Regions from separate parts of the Gossypium hirsutum genome. Here all the other regions are linked to region 1. Evidence: chromatin contacts called from public Hi-C data. All regions are on one chromosome and are shown on one strand. Each heading gives the region's core, a stretch centred on a gene start, on an enhancer-like site or on the middle of the called end of the contact. The rest is flanking DNA. Distances are from core to core; before and after follow the strand shown. Region 1 holds the start of LOC107913027. Region 2 holds the start of LOC107913037. Region 3 holds the start of LOC107913035 (thioredoxin H-type).

The links. A called contact is a pair of places that touch in the nucleus more often than the background predicts.
Region 2: a Hi-C map of leaf shows a contact between it and region 1, with 4 times the contacts expected there. The contact joins the promoter of LOC107913037 here to the promoter of LOC107913027 in region 1. A contact is called at or near these places in 3 of 34 Hi-C or Micro-C datasets (leaf and seedling).
Region 3: a Hi-C map of leaf shows a contact between it and region 1, with 3 times the contacts expected there. The contact joins the promoter of LOC107913035 here to the promoter of LOC107913027 in region 1. A contact is called at or near these places in 8 of 34 Hi-C or Micro-C datasets (callus, leaf and seedling).

What each region holds. Positions count from the first base shown.
Region 1 is chrD11:21,501,271-21,505,027 of Gossypium_hirsutum_v2.1, reverse strand. LOC107913027 reads left to right here and starts at 1,861. Exons shown (of 8, transcript XM_041106482.1): 1 at 1,861-2,233; 2 at 2,405-3,152; 3 at 3,246-3,757. The coding sequence starts at 2,153.
Region 2 is chrD11:21,685,866-21,689,622 of Gossypium_hirsutum_v2.1, reverse strand. LOC107913037 reads right to left here and starts at 1,952. Exons shown (of 3, transcript XM_016841474.2): 1 at 1,390-1,952; 2 at 1,029-1,150; 3 at 1-379. The coding sequence starts at 1,660. The coding sequence ends at 215.
Region 3 is chrD11:21,667,832-21,671,588 of Gossypium_hirsutum_v2.1, reverse strand. LOC107913035 (thioredoxin H-type) reads right to left here and starts at 1,924. Exons shown (of 3, transcript XM_016841472.2): 1 at 1,743-1,924; 2 at 1,001-1,123; 3 at 575-913. The coding sequence starts at 1,832. The coding sequence ends at 764. LOC107913034 (protein RTE1-HOMOLOG) reads right to left here. Exons shown (of 3, transcript XM_016841471.2): 3 at 2,741-3,278. The coding sequence ends at 2,856. It overlaps LOC107913033 (beta-galactosidase 3), which reads left to right. Exons shown (of 19, transcript XM_016841468.2): 19 at 1-115.

The DNA of each region.
Region 1 (3,757 bases), core at 612-3,111:
GCATTTGAGACTGTTTCCCCATTGCTCAATGCTCCTAAAAACCTTCACTTTTGTCGGTTTTGTCATGTGATGACTGCCACTTTTGCATGAAACTCAGGTGGATTCTCCATCAACTTTCATTTTGTTCCCCGGAATTTTTAACTATCACTGGAAAATGAATAAAATGCGAAGGGGAAATCACTAAATTCTCCCCAGTTTTATTTATTTATGCTCATATTTTATCCATCGGACTATGTACTGCAATTGCCACCGGGAACCCCCACTTTCATTTTCTATTATAAATCTTAATTATTATCCTACCCCAATCTCCTGGTATGGATAAAATAATAAAGCAAAAGGAGTAAAGATGAGTGAAAAAGCTTTGGCAGTTTGCAGTTTGGAGTTATCTGAAAGAAAACGAAATCAATGATTACGCAAATAAAAAGGATTTTTGGTTGAAATGCAAAACCCAGAGAAGGGCTAAAAAACTCATTTAAGGCTACTGGGATTCTATTCTGGCATTAAGAGATGGTGAGGGTGCGTGCGGGGGATATGTCGATATCTGCTGCGTACGTTGTGGCCACTGACCAGTGGGCATCTGCAGCAATAATATTAAGTTTAATTTGGAGTTGTGGGCATAAATTAATGTGGTCCCAAAACAGGCTTTTGCTGAGTTCCTGTTAGTATCTCAGCTAAACGCTGTTGAGCCTGTGAAAGAATTCATGGTGGATCTTATGTCTGCAATGAAAGGATTAAGTTTCAGGTCTTTTAGGACCTTTCTGAAACTTAATTACTGCAACAAAGTGGATTTATAGGAACAGTTGTGGTTTAGGGTCCCCAATTTATTTATTTTTTTTGTCTCTTAAGACAACTTTAAAGCTTAAAAAAGAGTGCCACCTAAATCTGCATCCGGGTCTTTGAAACGACAGACATTTTAAATAGCATTATGTTGCTTCTTCTCTGGACCAAAAGTCTAAACACCTTTTATCTCCACCCCATGCTTCTGTCTTTGCTCCTTCATCTTCCAACATATCTAAACTCAAAAAAATGGGTCTAAAATTTCTTCGGGTCCATCTACAACTAAGCTTATTGGATATATGCCTCCATCTTAAAACCCCTCTGATCAAAAAGAAAATATTCCATTTCAAGTTAATATAATATAATGATTCAATCATAAAGCAAAAGATCCAATGTTCATACCATGTCACATCCAAGTCATTCACCAAGAAATCAGTTAGAGAGGGCCGAGGGGCCTGATTCTTTAAATGCTAACCAATTGTTTTTTAAAAAGTTAATGCTTGGAAATGCTGTTTTAAAACTAAACAAATCTTGCAGTACATGCACACTTGCGTCGCACTAGAAACCTGGGAACAGAATGCAATTTGTTTCAAGTATAACTAATTATATTTTCAAAGGTTTTAATGTGGTTTATTGTTGTGGAGTGCAGTAAATACAAATCTTTTGTTGATAGTTCTGGATTTAAGGACCATATACATCCACCATGAATTTATATAGTGACCTCTCATTTACAAATTCTTTCGGAAGGAACACAGGTATTTAGGGACGAAATAAAAAATTTTGTGTTGAGTAGTCAATATTTGGGTAGCCTAAAGTTATTATTATTTTGGTGTGTTAAGATGTTATACTGAATTATTAATTTTAGGGTTTAGGGTTTAAATGGAATTATATTATATTTAAGAGAGGTACCACTGGAGTATTTTAATACAATGAAGAGTATAATGTTTTAAACCTGGCCGGGCCTGGACTTGGAACCTTTTTTGTTCAAGATCCAGATTGGGTTTTTAAATCTGGAGATGGGCTTAAAAGCAACATTGGTATGATAGTAATTTCACAAGCGCGTGAGAGCGTTCCCCCAGGGACGTCGCGTCTTCGAAAGTTTTCGTTTCTGATCCGTCCGTTTCTGAGACTGACGAAAGACTACTGAAAGGAGCTTTAGAGACCTCCCTCTCCAAACACACACAAAAAATCAAACCTCATTTCCATGGCGGATCCCTAAATTCAACAATCCAAACAAAAAAATGAACCGTTAACCGTTAAATCTTTATTATTTTCCTTTTTTTTTGAAAATTTCTATTTTCATTATTCATTTTTGTAAATCCAACCACTGCATTTCGTTATATATATAAATAGCAAAAAAAAAAAATCAAATTCCATGTCAGCTCTGCCTGCTTCAGTTTCTTCTTCTTCCTCTTGGATCCCTGAAGACGATCTCTTATTAAAGAACGCCATTGAGGTAACCTCTTTTCTTCTTCCTCTTACTAATTTTCCTCATAATGTAATTTCCTATTTTACACTCTCTAAACGAATCTTTTGCATTCCTTGACCTAAAAGTCTAAAACGAGACAAGATAAAACCCCTAAGGTTAGTGGAAATTGATGATTAATTTAAATTTTGGTAATTACAGTCCGGTGCTTCATTGGAAGCACTAGCAAAAGGTGCGGTTCGATTTTCACGGAAGTTTACTGTTAAAGAATTACAAGATCGATGGCGTGCTTTGCTTTATGATCCTGTTATTTCCGATCAAGCGGCGGCTCGTATGATTGAGGTTGAATTATCTGCTTCTAATTTATATTCTAAATCAAGTAAATGTGATAACTCTGTTGAAAATGGAAGTGCTAAAAGAAAATTCGAAAGCGTTAGAAGATCGTATTATGCTATGAGGAAGAGGGCCTGTAATTACCATGTGACGAACTCGAGTGGTGTTAGTTTTCTTGGATCACCAAATGGCAATGATTGCATGCAAAATAGAGGTGGCTATGATGAGCTCGTAGAACCTCGAGAAGATTGTGTTCAAAACCAATTTGGATTCTGTGATTTAGGGATAGGTTGTGTAGATAAACGATCACAAGACAATGACCTGAAAGTAACTTTGAAGGAGGATTGCTTTAGTGAAAAAGTTGAGAACCTTGAACAGAATAATGTGTCTAGCGGGTCTCCTCATGTCATTTTTGAGGCTTCAGTTAAATTTGGGCATCCATCTGGTGTTGAGGAAATCAAGCCTTTCTCAGTGGGATGTTCATCGCCACAACCAGATATGCCGCTGTGGAAAACAATGGAAGATGTTCCAGCAGCTGTAATGCCAGTAAATGATGGCCCTCTAGATAAAGGCCAGGACGTAGAAGGTGAAATTGTGCATCCTGAAGATGTCGATGGTAAGAAAATGTGTGCATCTGGAAATGATATTGTTCCTTCAGATATGATGTTAAAAGATGGCTATGAAATTAATAATTCAGTTGTTATCTCAGGTGGTGATTTAGCTGAAACAGATGCTTTATTAAACTTTGATGGTGATGCTATTGATAAATCTTGCTATGAGAGTGTGAATTCACTTTTGCTAAATTCTCCTAATGATGTTCATGAAGATGATACATCAAAGACTAAAGAACATGAGACATTAGTTTCAGATATGTGTCCTGGTACTTTAGAAGCTGCAACTTATTCTTCAAAGTTGGATGAAGTTCCAGACCAACAGTCACATTCTGGGCACACTGAACAGTTGTATTCTGGGCATCCGGAAATCAATGTGCCTTCATCTGCATCGGTGTCAAATCCTCATTCTCCCGAACTTAATGATGAAGGTTGCTGCATGTTGAACAGTGAGGATCCTGAAATCCCATGCAACGATGATGTTCTCTTAGCTAAAGCTTTTGCTCCACAAGAGTGTCATAAAGTGGGCAGTGACCAGGCCTCATCCTTTGCAAATCAAAATGATAGTAAAGAAGAACTAAGCTTGATGCAGACAGAAGATAATCTTGCT
Region 2 (3,757 bases), core at 703-3,202, 180 kb before region 1:
TCTGTTTCCTAGTCCTAAACACAAAGATACAAATTTCCAATCTATAAATGAATAAGTGCAGAACTAGAGAAACCAACATCAGATGTCTAAATGCCATTAAACTGTAGACCGGCTGGCGTAACCAAACATTAGGATGGAAACATAATTAAGTTCTTACAAACCATCTCAAAATCAGCATAACATTGGAAGACAAAGCGTATAAGCAAGCGAAATTTCAAGCCATGGCCTTTTTCTTCTCTTCCTCAAGCCCCTGCAGTTCCACCAGCCTTTCGGCCCATGCTCTATCCCTAGCCACTGCAGCCATCTTACGCTCTACTTGCTTAATCTTCTTCTTCCTATTAGCTTCCTGCAATTGAGCTTTCCTCTTCTTTGCCTCTGCCTGTAGAACCCAAGGGCAAGAGATAAGCGTTTTTTCCATAATCAAATATATAGACGTTAAGAAAAAAATGTGCATTATATTTCATGTCCTATGAAATTGTGAAACCATGCAACCTTCAGGAAGCAATCGTAGAGGCAAATTTTGAAAATATGAATTACCAACCGAAGACAGGTTTCAATGAAGTAGTCGCAATCAAATGCTGGTTTTTACATGAAATAAACTAGTTGCAAGTATTAGGACAAATTTTCTCTCAATAACTTACACACTGATGAACCTATTCCTCATTTCAAGCCCCAAACTCTCTATTGACTAACTAAAAGGTTACTTACAGGCAACATTTATCAAATATTTAACTTCTTGATTTCTTCTAAATATATCGGACAAGGTAACCAGTTAAGCAGATTGTAGCTTCAAAATCCAACCATTAATTTCAAGTCAGCATTACTATACTCAGATGGATATAGGAGATTTGGATGCAACTTCTACTTAAAAGGAAAAATGGTTGATAATGCATGCAACATAAGCCACTTCCTTCCTCATTGTGTTCCCATTTAATTCCATAAAAACCAAACACACTACAAATTTGATGATTGCCATGCGAACCTCATATCAGTAGAACTATTTTCAATGTGATTTATGGAAAACAAACCAATTTAAACGCACGGCGCAGCCTCATTCTCTTTTTCTCATTCCTTCTTTTGACACTCCCTTCATTAGGATTATTTGGAAGAATAGGCTCCCCTGGTGTATACTTCACCCATGCATATGGCCCTGCATTCTTAAATTCATTAGCATTTCCCGGTTCTTTTCCCCATTTGTTTCACCAATAACTTGGGTATTTTCTTTTGTTAAATTAGGCATATTCTAAGGGGAGAAAAAAATGCTTTCTAAAAACCCTAATTGCACATAAACCCTACTAGTTAGGAACAAAAAAATCGCAAAAATAAATCCTGAAAAGGTAAATTAATTAAAAATTGAAAGACAAAATGAAGGGATGTTAAGTGAGGTACCAGGAGGTTTCAAGCTGGCTCTTTTTCGGCGTGCCTTGTCTTGAGGCCTTCTCTTTGGGAAACGAGTATTGGTTAAGCTATGCAACTGATTGGACATCGAGATCCATGGAGATTGGCGGTAAATAGACCCACACAAAAGGGAATTCAAACAGGATTTTGGGCACAAATAAGAAGGGAGAGTCGACATAGTTCCAGAAGCAGGGGAAGCCTGGGATAGTAGGAGAGTCCGACATAGTGGTCGAACGATACTTCTTAAAGCCCCAAATCCCATTTTCTAGATCATGAAATTGTTACGTTTAAAGGACAAAAGAAGAGGAAGGGGTTGTTTTTGTTTGAGCAGAGTGGAGGCAGTAAGCTTGTAAAACAGGGTTAGCGAAGAAGAAAAGAGATGAAGAAATTGGGCTGAAGCTTTGACATTGAGGCCCTTTCGTTTTCTTTAATTTTCCAACTAAAAGCCCACTTGACCCAGCTTTGACATAGAGGCCTTTTCAGTAAATACCATGAACTTGGTTTGGGATTAGGTTGATCTGATCTGAACCAACCAGGCCATTTCAAGTTTTTTATTTTCTTTGAAAGAGAGTGACGTGTGAAATTAAACAGGATAAAATGAAAGTTGAAGGCAATGATGTGAGAGACAAGGATATTGAATACAGTTGTCTGTTGGTTGGTTCCTTAAAGTTTCTCTTTGTTGCTGAGTTTGCATCTTCAACCCACTTTACCCCTTCACCGGTTTAATTGTAAATACAACTACAACCTAACCTATGAAAACCTTCAAACATATTCGAGATTAAGAATCAAGAAAAGATGGTCGAAAAAGTGTATGTTTGGAGAAATTCAAAATCAAAAACACTAACATCCAAATGTAGGTATTGATTTTGATAAGGACTCCACTAAAGCTTATCATTATTATTTCATACTTGAATTTAGTATTTAGACCAAATATGTAATTCGGTAAATGTTTGATTGTATCTTCTAGTTAAAAAAGCATAAGTACATAGTTGGGGGATTGAACATTTAAGCCAAATTGATGTAAGATAAAAAAAAAACAGTAAGTACCAAAGTGAGCATTGTAGCCAAACTTAGGTACCAACTTGGGATAAAAAAAAATAACTTAAATACTAAATTGAATATAAAAAATGAACACGTGTACCAAATAGCATATTAACCTTAATTTATATTAAAAGTGAAGAAAAGCACCCATACCCTCAGGTTAAGAGAAATTGGCGCTGGCGCCATCTTTTTTACCGTTAAAGAAAATGAAGAGCAATGGCCCGCCATAACCGATAAAAGTGCAAAAAGGAAAAGGAATCCAATATATATAAACTTTGACAATAACAAAAACAAAAGTTGAGGGAGCACAAAAGAAAATTAGTGTTGATGAAGAGAAGAATTAAGGCCTTCAGAAAGTGAGATTTATGGGCCACGAGAACCCAAAATCTAGGTCCCCGCCTTCAAAGCATAACATATATATTGGAGAGAAAAAAGAACACAAAGACTGTCATGCTTGGATAATGATGTGCTCAAAAAGTGACCCTTAATATATATATATGATGACGAGTAAGTCTTGGGTGTGAAGGGATATGGGTTTGCACAGGCAAAAGGTAAAAGACATGTAACTACTAACTGTAACATCGGTCCTATTGAATCAAATTTGGGGATCACATGATTCTTAATTAGGGTTCATGTGAAAAACCAATGATTAACTTGTTGACAATTTTTTCCCATTTTATGTGTCAGCCATGTGGTAAAAGATTAAAAAGAACTAAAGGGCACAATATTTAAAAAAGACCGTTGTTAGTAAAATCCTTCCAACTTTGCCGGATATATGATTTTTAGCTTTCATCTAACATCAACATTGTGAGAAAGATGAGTGGGGTAATGCCAAATTTTCCCTTGTTTTAGGCTTTTCGACTAATTAATTTCCTTGTTGAATGCTTTTTCTGTGTCCTAACTTTGAGATATGGGTTTGTATATATCAGTAATAAAATCACCAAAAACAAAAAAAATCTTCCGTTATAAATTATATACTCAACACAACATCTTAGTGAATTACATCCTTTTATATATATATATATATATATATATGTTTCGCATCAATATTTATTTTTTTCTTAAAATTGATATTTGTTTCATTTCTGTTATACAAAATAATACTTAAAACTAACTGTTTTTAACCTTTTCATGTTGCTTCTAATAATTAATTGACACCCCAAAGTCCAATATTTGACACTTGACAATGATGATGTCACAATGATATCACTATCTAAAATTTATTAAAAATCTAAAAAATTAAAATATTAAAAATTATAAAAATCAAAATCAATTAAATTTAAAAGGTTTTTGTTTAAAATTACATATTTACCTCTAG
Region 3 (3,757 bases), core at 675-3,174, 170 kb before region 1:
TTCAGTTTGTATCAGTGGGGGGAAATCGAAACCCTATCAGGTTCATGTTGGGAGCGGTTCCTAGTATGGCCATTGTTTTATGTGCAGTTCCTGAATCCAAAAGTCTTCTTTTTCAGCTGTAATTTCTAATGTTATCCTTAAACCATGTTTCCCAGTTCCCACACCACCAAACAGGCAGCAATGGTGACATTTGACCGCTGTAGAACCCAGTATCCCGATCTCAATCTTCTTGTCACCAAGGAGGTAAATAAATTGGCAAAGCTGTACAACCCAGTAAAGTCCAAATGAAGTTTCACATATGAAAAACTTTCATCTAAACCTAAGCTTCTAATTCATCAAAGCTAACTGCGTGATCATTTATTTTTTTATCAGATGACTTGAGGAGATTGACAATATATAGACAAATTATCTACTGATAAATCCCCCCAAGTATCAAATAAACCAATGTCAGCCCCATGAAGATTGAAAATAGTTATCAGGAACAAAAACAGATCAAATGAGTTTCTGAATAGGTACCCTTGAAGTAACATACAATTCAAGGGCAATGAAAATGCTCAAAATCACATCAACCATGAAAACAAGCAAACTTTATATGATTATGTATCATATAGTAGTTAAGGAAATAAAAGTACCTCAAAATATAAAGGAATAAACTTAGGGTTTAACATAGAGATGTTTAGCTAAGTACCAGCAAATCAAAGATGAGGTACATGATAATAAGTTCCTCAAAAATATGATAAGATAGCACTAATAATTATCACCATCAAGCAGAAGTACTACCAGTAGCCATATGTTTTGTCACAGCCTGCTGAAGCTCTTCTTTCTTTGCACCAACCACTTTTTCAACAGCCTTTCCTTCCTTCAGGAACAAGAAAGTTGGCATAGCATCCACATCCCATTCAGCAGCAACCTCCTGAAAACAAAATGAAGAAAAAAAACAAACAATTCGATAGACATTTTCGCTTCTTAGTTGCGGATTCTAACTGTGCATCTGCATTACCTTCAGTTCATCCACATCCACCTTAAGAAACATAACATTAGGAAACTTCTTGGCCAGTTCAGCCAGAAAGGGTGAAATAAAACGGCAGGGTCCACACCATGAAGCAGTGAAATCAACCACCACCTGCATTTACCATGTAAGTACAAATTCACATAACGTTTGTGAAGAAGCTAAAGTTATAAAAAAGGATGAAAAAGTTAATGGAGAAGAGTAAAAAACAAAGAACAAACATCAACGTCACCATTAAAATACGACATTGATTTGTCATCACCATCACCAGCTAGTAACCTTAAATTTCATTAATGTCACTCACATGTATCATATTGCTCTGTTACTACAGCATACTGTCCTTCAGAACTTTTAATTGGAAACGTGTTACAAAATCTATAACAAATTTTCCCTAGAAACAAACACATCAAAATTTCCTAGTTTTAACATGTGAAATTGACTAACTAATATTGTATTAACCGAGAATTTTTTAAAATAAAATAAAAATAGAAGAAGCAAGCTTCAGCATCAACAGAAAATGGCTTTAGTGTTTAAGAGGCTTCAACTTTACGGATCGTGGAATTTTTTAAATAGAAAAATCTAGATTTATACATATAAAACAACCAAATCATAAATATAATATGATATGAAGCAAACGAAAACAGATCAGACACATTATCTGAAACATTAAAAATAATCATGAATCTAACACTAAATATATGGGGGGGAAAGGGATTCATTAAAATAAAATTACCAGCTTTTTGGATTGGTTTCCCTTTTGAAGTTGCTCCTTCCATGAATCAACGGTGTGGCAACTGATTACTTGACCTTCCTCTGCTGCCATTTTTGCTTAGATATTCAAAGCTCTGCTTTTTCTGTTTGCTTAAAAAAATATATAAGTCTTCTCTGCCGCTCTATTTACAAATAAATAAGTAAATAAAGGTTTTGGTTTTGGCCATGGGCCATAGACCTAGATTTGGTTGTAATTACGATCTTGCCATTATTGTACGAAGAGGGTTGTACCCATACGGATATGTATTCCCATTCAACACGTTTAGTTTTAGCTTCCAGATTTTTACGGTTACGTCTTTATACGCTTTAGTGTTTCAAGTTCAACCATTAGATTAGACAGAATTGTTGAACTAGTCAATTATATTGATATAAAGTTTGCAAGCCCATTAAAAATCTATATTTATATTATTATTTAAAATTTAAACACAACAACCAAAGCTTTATTATTATTATTATTATTAGTTTCAAACCATACCTTTTCTATTTAGATATATAATTTCTAGATACTATGATAGAATTTCTAGATTAAATCACTATGAAAAACTACATAAAAATATAATACAACACAAAGAGTAACATAAACACATCCCCGTTATTAAAATATACACAAAACGAATTTTTAAGGTGTGAAAAATTATATACAAGTTTGCAATACCCTTAAAGCACGAAACTAACACAAACATGAACACAACACGAGAAATAACATGAATCCATGACACTAAAATATATGGAAAAGAAGCGTGAACATAAGATGAGGTAAAAGTTTGATAATAATTAAAACAAAAAACATCATCACAAATAATATTAAATCCATATATCAATGGATCAAAATCTTAAATTTTAGAAATTTTAAGATATTTTGAATACATAAAAAATATTACAACAATATCTCAATGTTACAAGCCAATTTGACTTGGGATTTGCAAATGGTTCACCGTTCACTAAAAGAGATTGTCAGTATTGAAAATTAAAACTATACTCTGTAAATGAAATATTCCATCTTTATCGACTCCATCAATGTCACATACAAAAATTGACATATCCCTTCATTCTTTGCATTGGTTTCTGGTAAAAGCTACAAATAGATCAAGTTCTTGAAACAGTAAGTACCGAGAAGGAACCAACCAACAAGAAGGAATACAAGGAGGGCCAACAGAGACAGGTATGTTGTGCCACCAAACACTAGTCCAATACCGGATACAACAACAAATGGCAAGTGAGATCGCAAAACTGCTATTTTGTTCACCCACCGACCATTGAGGAAGATGAGAACAGCAAGGTTAACTACATTCCACCCACCCGAATGAAAGCCTAACCTGTTCAGGTTGTTTGCTACAAACGAATGGCAGTTGCAAGTGAAAAGGTTGTACGGCCGATGTTGGAACTCTTGAATGCCCTTTTCTAGCGCATCATCCCATGTTAATGCCTCTCTCAGATTGTCATGCTGGTATTCTTGATCTCCTTTCAGTGCTGATGAATGATAAGAAATGCTGCATTCCTAGCAAAAAGCTCCAAAGTTTGCACACATAAATGAGGAAGAATTATTTTTCTTTAGTAGATATGCACTAATTCCCGTCGTGGGCGCTATTCTTACTTATCAATACTCAAAATTTGTACTCTAAAATCTACCAAACCAATGTGCATCCATGAATTAGATTCGGTGACACAAACTATTTCCCGTCATTTACACAAGGCTTAGCTACCAATACTCAAAATGTTTTGCCACAATATCTACCACAGTGCATTCACAAGTTACTAAAAAGCACAGGATATTGCATTTTGCAGGCTTTACAATTCTTTCCTATAAAAGACCCGTGAAAAGTAAAGCACAATAACCCAATCAAATCCAAATTAGCAACAATTGAACTAATAAATCCTCCCTTTGAATTCTTAATCAAGTTGAAAAATGTCATCCCATCCTTTCCCCAGTTACAACTTACTTGGAAGTGAAATTTGAGAACAAGCGGAAATTGATGA